Regions from separate parts of the Mus musculus genome. Here all the other regions are linked to region 3. The links are chromatin contacts, called in public HiChIP or PLAC-seq and promoter capture Hi-C maps. All regions are on one chromosome and are shown on one strand. The core of a region is the stretch at or near the end of the contact, and the rest is flanking DNA. Distances in the headings are between cores, read along the strand shown.

Region 1 (2,700 bases), core at 123-2,622, 140 kb after region 3:
GCGCGCGTGGACGTGCGCATGAACACATGCGTGTGTACAGTGAACTTTCATTTCAATACAGGTGTTGAAGGAAGCGCTGGAAGTTCACTTTCAGGACTGGGCTGTGTCCTGTAGGGACACAAACCAGACCCAAACTAACAAACCTTTGGGGTGGGCAGGGAAAATTTGGTTTAAGTCAGGGGCTGTCTGTACCCAGCTGGGGAAGAGAAGGGGAGCCTGTATTCTTACCTGGAGACCCGAGGCACAGAAGACCAGCTTCAGGACCTGCCAAGACGGGGTGGATTCCGCTGTCTCTGTCCGCGGAGCCAGGAGAACCTCATCAGGAGCCTTGGGCTCATTGCCAAACACACAGGCTTTCACCAGGGGGAAGCAGAGACCCCTGCCTGAAGAAGACACAGTCAAGGTCCACAACCTCTGCAGAGCAGCCAGCCCGATCCGGTGTCTGACTTACTGGCCTCCCTCCCGGCCCAAGTCCCGCTCTGCCAACACCTGCAACCAGACTTCCCTCATCTCCCCACCCTCTGGCCACATTACCTGTCTCCAGGTAGTTCTTCCGTCTTAAGTACTGCACCAGGAGGTAGCCAGGTACCATAAAGCTGGCATAGCCCGCTACATTCAACAAGAAGCGGAAGAGCCACAGCTGTGTCCAGGACTGCGGAGGGGCTTCGGGTGACTCTCCACCTGCTCCCAAGGAAGGGAGTGTGGCGAGTACCACTACTGCCCACCATCTGCTGGGACAGCCGAAGCAACGATTAGGTTTGCAGCTCTTCCGCCTCTCTGCCCTCCGGAGGGGACTGTACCAGGGAAGTGCCCAGTGGCCTCCCCGCCCCCTCCGCTGCAGCCCAGAGGGACGGACAAAGAGCCTCTCTCTCCCTCTCTCTCAGGGGGTCCGGCGCAGGCCAGGCAGAACCTCCTCCCTTCTCGGGGACGGCCCCGCCTGTCCAGCCACATAGGTCGCCTCTGTTCCCTTCAGCGCGCGGGCAGCTCAGGCCACAGGCAACCCCCACCCCCTTCCCTCTCCGAAGCGCCACTGTCCCTCATCCCCCTACGCGCGACAATCCCCGAAGCCCCGCGAGGAGCGTAGGCCACATGCCGCGTGCCCATCCACACGGGGCTCCCAACAGTGCCACGCGGATCTGCGGCTGGAGGACCCCCCACCCCGCCTCCGGAGCCCTGGGGTCTCGGTCACGTGGCCCCGGGGTCTCGGTCACGTGGGCCATGGCTGCCCGAGCCCCCCACCTGGCGTCCATGGCCCAGCCGCGTGGGGCGGAGGGGGGACCGGGGAATGTGAGTCCCCCGGGCCGCGCGCTCCCTCCGCTCCCTCTGCCGCCCGCTCCAGCAGCCAGCCAGTCAGCCAGCCAGCGGAAGTGCTGCGCTCTTCCCGCCTCCTCCCCGCCTCAGCCCCCTTCGCGACACTCCGGCCACAGCGACCCCACGCGGCCCGGAGGCAGACCAAGCCCGGTTCCCCTGGGGAACTCCAGTTGGGACTCCCTCCCTTTCCCAGCTTGCTTGGTCACAGCCATCAACCCAACCCAACCCAACCCACACAGAGTGATGATGACCATTGCCATCTAGTGGACTAGGATTTTGAGTATCTGAGACCCAGTACTTCCTCTTACATTACGGTTTTTTTGTTTTTTGTTTTGGTGTTTTTTTTTTTTTTTTTTCGAGACAGGGTTTCTCTGTGTAGCCCTGGATGTCCTGGAACTCACGCTGTATCCCAGGCTGGCCTCGAACTCCAGATCCTCCTGCCTCTGCCTCCTTCAGCAAATCCTACCGGCCTGCGCCACCAGAACCGGCGTTAGTTTTTAAACAATGATGTCTCTTCCTTTTTTGGCTGCATCAGTAATCATCCCCTTAGTACCTGTGATTGTGACCTTCTAGGCTCTGTATGACCTGGTGCGTCCTCCTCGCCCACTTGCCCAACCTTGTAGAGTCCTGTTGGCCTGTTTTCAGTTCCTTTAATTCATCGGAGGCCTTCCCCAATGCTGTCTTTCCCCTTGCTCATCCTAAATCGCAATTTCAACGACACCTGCTTGAAGCTTCCCAGAGGATGATCCTTCGCCCACTCCATTGTCCTCCTTCCTGCTAACGGTTTTCTTCCTTCCCAGTCACCCATTGCAACGTATAACCACATATTTAGTTGTTTATGCCTTTAATATCTGTCTCACTCACAGGATGCATTTGCTTAGTGCTTATAAGCGCTAAGCATCGGAAAGTATGTTGATTTATTTCTTCTCCTTCTTCGTGCATGACCTAGCAGGGCCCTCAGTGTGTGGAGTCTAAGGGGGTTGGGTGGGGGAGGAAAGTTGCAACTCTCTTGTGATCAATGTCCTCAAACTTCTCCAGGGACACGTGTGTGTCTCCATATTCTTCCTCCTCACTCTCCAGCCCTGGGCATTTCCACATGAAGGAGATGTGCCTGTGGTGGCAGGAACCACTTAGGTCTCCTACCATACCCAGCAAGGCCCTGTGCTTGCTCAGGGCTTGTTTCCTTCTCTCTGCCTTTACCCGAGAGTCAGGCCTGCCTATGCATACAACTGTAGAAGGGAAACGTTGTTGTTGTTGTTTTTTTTAAAGCCCCTCTCTTCCATTTTAGTGTCATATTAGAATAACTGCAAAGGTTCAGTTGGGAGCCTTATGTTTGAAGTCTTTAGATAACTTTGCGGTGGCCCGCTGCCACCAGACCTATAATCCCAG
Region 2 (2,700 bases), core at 200-2,699, 180 kb after region 3:
CACCATAACACCATTGCCCACACCTTACAAAAGAGGAAACTGAGGCTTAGAAAACTGAAGAGATTCGCTGTCACCAAGCCAGCAAGCCAGACGGACTGCTTATCTGCCCCATGGGCCCTCTTGCTTCTCTGAGGTACCCCTTTCTCACCTCATCTCAGTTCCAGAAAGGTTTCTGGAACTCCCTCCCCCCGTGGGTTCTCTGGTCACCACTGTGGAGCCCCAGCCTTCACCTACTTCGCTGCCGAGACGCTTCCCTAAGGCTGGATTGTGGCCGACTTTGGCTTGAGGTCTCCACAAGGGCCCAAGAGAATGTTGCAGGTTTGCTCTTCTGCCCTGCTCACGCTGGGAGCGCATGTTGCTCACAGACTGGGTCAAGCTTGGATCTCTCCCTCATATTCCTTCCCTTTTCATCCTTCTTCAAGTCCCCAGTAAAATCTGGCCACGTCAGGGAGGTTCCTGCCACTACTCAAATGGGCCTGTCACGCCCCATGTTTCTCTGCAAGTGTAGCTGTGGTGGTCTGCTGCAGGGGCAGGTTAGGGTCTCCATCCACCTCTCTGCCAGCTTCCCACCCACGCGTACCCCATGCTCCCCACAAAGAGCCCTCCTTGGGTCTCAGGTTCCTGTATTCAGAGCCCTGGGCTTTTGTTTACATCTTCCCTGCCCTCTATTGCCCAAAGTCCTGTTGTGAAGTCCCAGTTTATGGGCTGAAGGAAGAGAGAATTTAAAACAAACAAACAAACAAACAAACAAACCAACCACTGTTTTTCTGAGAGCCCAGGTTTGGTCTCTGGCTCAGGGAGATAGCTTGTTCATAGCTTCTGGGTCCTCCCCATCCTAGCTCAGGCATCTGTAGTCAGCTCTATGGAAAGGGACACTTGCAGTAGCTCTACCCACGACTCCAGCCTCCTCTCTTCTCCTCCCCTTGGTAACTCAGAGAGACCAGGTCCATGGGGGACGTGCAGAACCCACAGGGCCTGTAGCATTGTCCTCAGCTGAGGATTGGGGACTCTCCTCTTCCCAGGTCTCCCCATTTCTTTACTTGAATTCTAGACCTCTAGACCAGTTTACAGATAGTCGCTGTGTGGAATGCAGAGCCTGGATCCCACCTCTAGAAGACAGGCGTGATGAGCTGGGGGCTTCATGTAACTGCAGAATGGGTTCTCCCATTACAGGACATACGAAGCTAAGATGACGGCTGCGGGGCCATAGACCCGCGTGGGTTGCAGGAGCTGGCAGGGCTTTGAGCTTAACCAGCATGGTCTGATTGGGGAGATCAGAGTTGGGGGTCCCTTTCCCGGAGGTCACCTCACCTGCTCTGGGGACCCAGGAGACTGCTCTCTGAGGCGGTTGGCTTGGCGCAGTTGGTTGTTAGGGACGCCTGAGTCGCCAGGGGGCGGACCCTGAGCCCTCCGCCCTGGGCGTTGGCGCCCTCCTCCTCGGTTGCCCCTAGTGCGCGTGCTCAGAAAACGACCCTATGCTCTCGGCCTCCGCTCGTGCTTTCTGGCTGCGTGTTTCGGGATGCATTAAGGTTTTCGCGTGGCTCTAGAGGATGTACTTCTGATAAGGAGTTGGGGGGCGGAGGGGGGGAGGAGAAGAAGGCCCAAGAAAAACAAAGGAGACAGGGGAAGCGAGGGACTTTCTACAGTTACTTAAGCCTCTGGAATTCCCCTGTGGTCGAGCTGTGGACCCCAACTCTGCTGGGGAGCCCCTTCGGTTATCTCTAATGTGAACCAAGTATCAGAGGCAGGAAGGGCCTGGGCCTCCAGAGCGCTCCTTCGCTCAGCCTGGCGGAAGCTCTCAAGGCAGGAGAGACGACTCCGGGGATCAGGCTATATGGAATAGAAGAACTCATTCTCTAAAGCAGAGGGACAGCAGACTGTGAGTGTGCGTGTGTGTGTGTGTGTGTGTGTGTGTGTCCGTCTGTCCTAGGAAAGCAAAGTTTAGCTTTAAGCTAGCTTCTCTGGTCAGATTGCCTCTGTTGAAGCCTCAGCTTGGTGGCCACGAAAGAGCTGGGCCCGCGGTAAAACCTAGTAGACCAACCTACCACCAAGGTCCAGCGGTCAAGCCATGCAGTGAGGAGCCATGCTTCTGTCCCCATGTCCCTTCACGCTCTCACATGAGGCTTACAAACCATCGTGTGTATAGTCGGTGGATGATCTTGATTCTGCTGCACATGCCTTGCTTCTCCAGAGCCCGGATTACAGAGAGTGGAATCGTGTTTCTGCAGTGCTGGGGAATTGAACCCAGGGCTCAGTCCATGCTTGGTACTGGGCCACCGGAGCTACATCCTCACTCCAGATGCTTACATGGTAGTCAGTGTGCACTCTGGCACCGTGTAGCCCCACGCTTCGGAGTTAATACAGTGTCAGGGAATCCTTGCTATGAAAATGTGCACTCCCACTGCTGTACCCACCCCTCACTCCTGTGTCTAGGTAGAGCTCTGCCTGGCAGCTTTGTTCTGATAGAGGAGGGTCTTCCCTACATTCCTTGGCTCCACTGTGCTTCAAATGCTGGGCTTCGGTCTCAGCTGCTCTATTTGCGCATGCTTCTGTGTGTATAGATAGGTGCACAGGTATGTACATGCATGTGGCGGGTGACCTCAGGTGCTGTCCTCCTTGAGAAAAGGTCTTTTGCTGCCCTGGAGCTCAAAGACCAGGCTTAGTTAGATGGCTCGTGGAACTGGGGGAATCCATCCCCAT
Region 3 (2,700 bases), core at 63-2,562:
AGCATCAGAGGTGAAAGAGCCCTAGGGGTCCCCTGACTCAGGGAGAAAGCAAGCCAGGCTAAGGATCTGAAGACCTTGATATGTCCCAAAACTGCCATTTTCCTTTTTCCTTCTTCCTTCTTTCTTTCTTTCTTTCTTTCTCTCTTTCTTTTTTTTTTCTTTCTGTCTCTGTCTCTCTTTCACTCTCTCTCCTTCCTTCCTGATTTATTTATTTATTTATTTTATGTATGTGAGTACACTGTAGCTGTCTTCAGACACACCAGAAGAGGGCATCAGATCCCATTACAGATGATTGTGAGCCATCATGTGGTTGCTGGGAATTGAACTCAGGACCTCTGGAAGAGCAAGTTGGCCGTACTATCAACTGCTGAGCCATCTCTCCAGCTCCAAAGCTGCTATTTTCATACATAATGTTTGGGAACTTTCTCTCTCTCTCTCTCTCTCTCTCTCTCTCTCTCTCTCTCTCTCTCTCTTTCTCTCTTTCACACACACACACTTTTCCTACATGTGTTGTGCATGTGTTTGGCCACATGTCTGTGGGGACATGTACATGTGAAGGTCATGAGCTCTTCCACCTGATTCATGGAGGCAGGGGTGCTCAATCAAACCCAGAGCTACATGATATGGCCAGTCTGTATCTACCTTCCTAAGCTGGAGTAACAGGCAGGCTCCCATGCCCACCCAGCATGTCATGGGTGCTGGGTATCTGGCCTCAGGCTTGCATGCCACATGCTTAACTACTGAGCCATCTCTCCAATCCCTCAGGAAGTTCTTTAGCCCTCACATCTCCATGGTCATAGGGAAGGCTGGTAAGTTTACTTCAGCCTGGCTCTGAAATAAACCATCCTTAAGCCTTATGTCAGCTGACTACAATGAAGCCTTGACCTAGGAGAAAGACTCCCTCTGCATCTCTGAGCATTAGATTTTTAAATCTAACCCTTTTAAGGGAGAAAAAAAAAAAAAGGTAGGGTCTCATGTAGCCCAGGGTGACTTCAAACTTAGCCGAGGATGACCTTAAACTCGTGATCGATCCTCTTACCTCTGCCTCCTGAGCACCGGGGTTAGAGGCATGCACCCACACTTGTGTGGAATAGCACTGGGGATCAAGCCCAGGCCTCCATGCACGCTGGGCAAGCACTCTGCCAACTCGTCTCCATCCCGAGCACAGAACCTTGAAATGGAAACCTCCAAATCCTCACAGCCTAACAGCAATTCCGTGACCGAGGTCTTCAATGTCCCTATAGGCTCGCGTGGAAGAGCTCGGTCCCCTGTTGGCCCTGTGTGGGAGGGCCTAGTGTAAGGAAGTTAGGCCCTGGCAGCTTGTGGTTGAAAGTGACAATGGGAGGTTAACACTTTCCTCTCTCTGCTCTGCAGGCCCTGGGATGGGAGGAGCCTTCTCCATGCTGTGCCTCATCATAGGCCTCAGAGCAATGGAACAGCTGACCGTGGCCTGAAACCACAAACCAGAGGAGGTCTTCCCTGCTTTAAAGTCGCTTCTCTTGGGTGGTTTGTCAGGGAAGGGGTCTCCCTAAGGACCCCTGGCTTCCAGCACTTGTAACTCCAGCTCTAGGAGATCAGACACCTCTTCTGGCCTCTAAGAAACATAAAATAAAAATAAATATTTCAAACCCAGAAACATATGACGCTTTGGAGAGAATGGGGGCTAAAATTAGTTTGTATCTCTGACAAAAATGAACATATTCACACACAAAGTCTCTGAAAAAGATTAAATACAAAGGGTGCCCATGGGCTGGGAGGTGTGCAGCAAAGGTTGTTTGGGATCATTGGGAAACCACAAGACTATCTATAATTACAGGGACCTGTCCCGGAAAAAGAGGCCCTACAAAGAACCCTAAAACCTCAATTTAAGCATTCTTCTCTCACCACACCCTTGAACCAGGGCTGGCAGCAAACTCAGTTAGTGTTTCTTATGAACGGAACACTGGGAAGATTTATGGACACACAGAGCTCACTCCTTGGCTCCGACATGCCCACCCCTTTCCGGACATCAGCTGAGGCTAGCCAGGAAGGCACTGAATTAACCCAGAAAGGGCAGTACAGTCTACTCCCAGCTCTGAAAATCCACCAGAGGCTAGGTGTGGCAGCCAGTGCTAAGGCTAGCATCTGGGAGAGAAGGGCCAGCCTTGGCTTCCTAGGCCAAGCAGCTCTGGGAAAGCAAGGTAAAATCAATAGGAATCTGGCAGGTGGAATGGGCAGGGCCCAGGTAACAAACGGCCATCTGGCCCCTCCTTCCTGGGTGAGCAAGGGTTGCCTCCCTCTGTTTGGCATGTAAATATTGGGCCTCAAGCACTTGGCCACTCCAGGTTTCATAATACCCGAGGGTATCCCAATTATGCAAGAGCTCTTTTCAAATTCTCAAAGTCAGTGTTTCCTCTTCAAAAAGCCATCCAAGAAGACAGACGGCCTGTCAGACTGTCAAGCAAATGGCAAGAGGTCATCACAACCCTGAACGGGTGAAGCAAGCCCATAATCCCTTTCATCTGCAGGAAAGGCAGAGGAAGCGACTCAAATTTGGTAAAACCGTTTAGCAAAAATACGTCGCAAAGGCTGAGAACGAACCAATGGTCCACAGCCAAACGGGTGGGAGAGAAGGAAACAGAACACCAGTTCTTTCTTGGTTGAAGAGCGAATTACAGAGTTAGGGAAAGGAAAGAGGCTGTGGGATGGATGTACAGATGG

What was found. Promoter capture Hi-C pulls out the DNA fragments that hold promoters and counts their contacts. HiChIP or PLAC-seq counts read pairs in DNA pulled down with a chosen protein or histone mark.
Region 1: a contact with region 3 is called in an H3K4me3 HiChIP or PLAC-seq map of bone marrow-derived macrophages, with 2.2 times the contacts expected there. The contact joins the promoter of Slc35b2 here to the enhancer-like site in region 3. A contact is called at or near these places in 8 of 39 promoter capture datasets (the 3T3-L1 cell line, 3T3-L1-derived adipocytes, the C10 cell line and 4 more), 13 of 484 Hi-C or Micro-C datasets (the C2C12 cell line, the P5424 cell line, brain and 8 more), 15 of 115 datasets of contacts at active chromatin or transcription factors (the 230-238 cell line, the NIH/3T3 cell line, the SCID.adh cell line and 9 more) and 4 of 9 other capture datasets (adipose tissue, embryonic stem cells, liver and 1 more).
Region 2: a promoter capture Hi-C map of the C10 cell line shows a contact between it and region 3, with 2.4 times the contacts expected there. The contact joins the promoter of Tcte1 here to the enhancer-like site in region 3. A contact is called at or near these places in 2 of 39 promoter capture datasets (the C10 cell line and pre-B cells), 4 of 484 Hi-C or Micro-C datasets (B cells, Sertoli cells, frontal cortex and 1 more), 2 of 115 datasets of contacts at active chromatin or transcription factors (embryonic stem cells and pancreatic cancer cells) and 3 of 9 other capture datasets (adipose tissue, liver and pancreatic islet).

Annotation. Positions count from the first base shown.
Region 1 is chr17:45,562,608-45,565,307 of GRCm38.p6, reverse strand. It overlaps Slc35b2 (solute carrier family 35, member B2), which reads right to left and starts at 1,372. Exons shown (of 4, transcript NM_001357105.1): 1 at 1,240-1,372; 2 at 535-728; 3 at 229-383. The coding sequence starts at 1,250. It overlaps Nfkbie (nuclear factor of kappa light polypeptide gene enhancer in B cells inhibitor, epsilon), which reads right to left. Exons shown (of 6, transcript NM_008690.4): 6 at 2,139-2,700.
Region 2 is chr17:45,522,183-45,524,882 of GRCm38.p6, reverse strand. It overlaps Tcte1 (t-complex-associated testis expressed 1), which reads right to left and starts at 1,449. Exons shown (of 5, transcript NM_013688.2): 1 at 1,312-1,449.
Region 3 is chr17:45,702,048-45,704,747 of GRCm38.p6, reverse strand. Gm35456 (a long non-coding RNA gene) reads left to right here. Exons shown (of 7, transcript XR_385596.4): 7 at 1,375-1,620. Among named protein-coding and RNA genes, the nearest start is that of Mrpl14, 17 kb to the right of the region's middle. Within about 2 kb of position 1,312, at least 90 of the 459 cell types and tissues checked have an H3K27ac peak or open chromatin away from gene starts, as enhancers often do. A contact at or near this core is called in the 230-238 cell line, the C2C12 cell line, the HPC-7 cell line and 6 more, where this site is marked.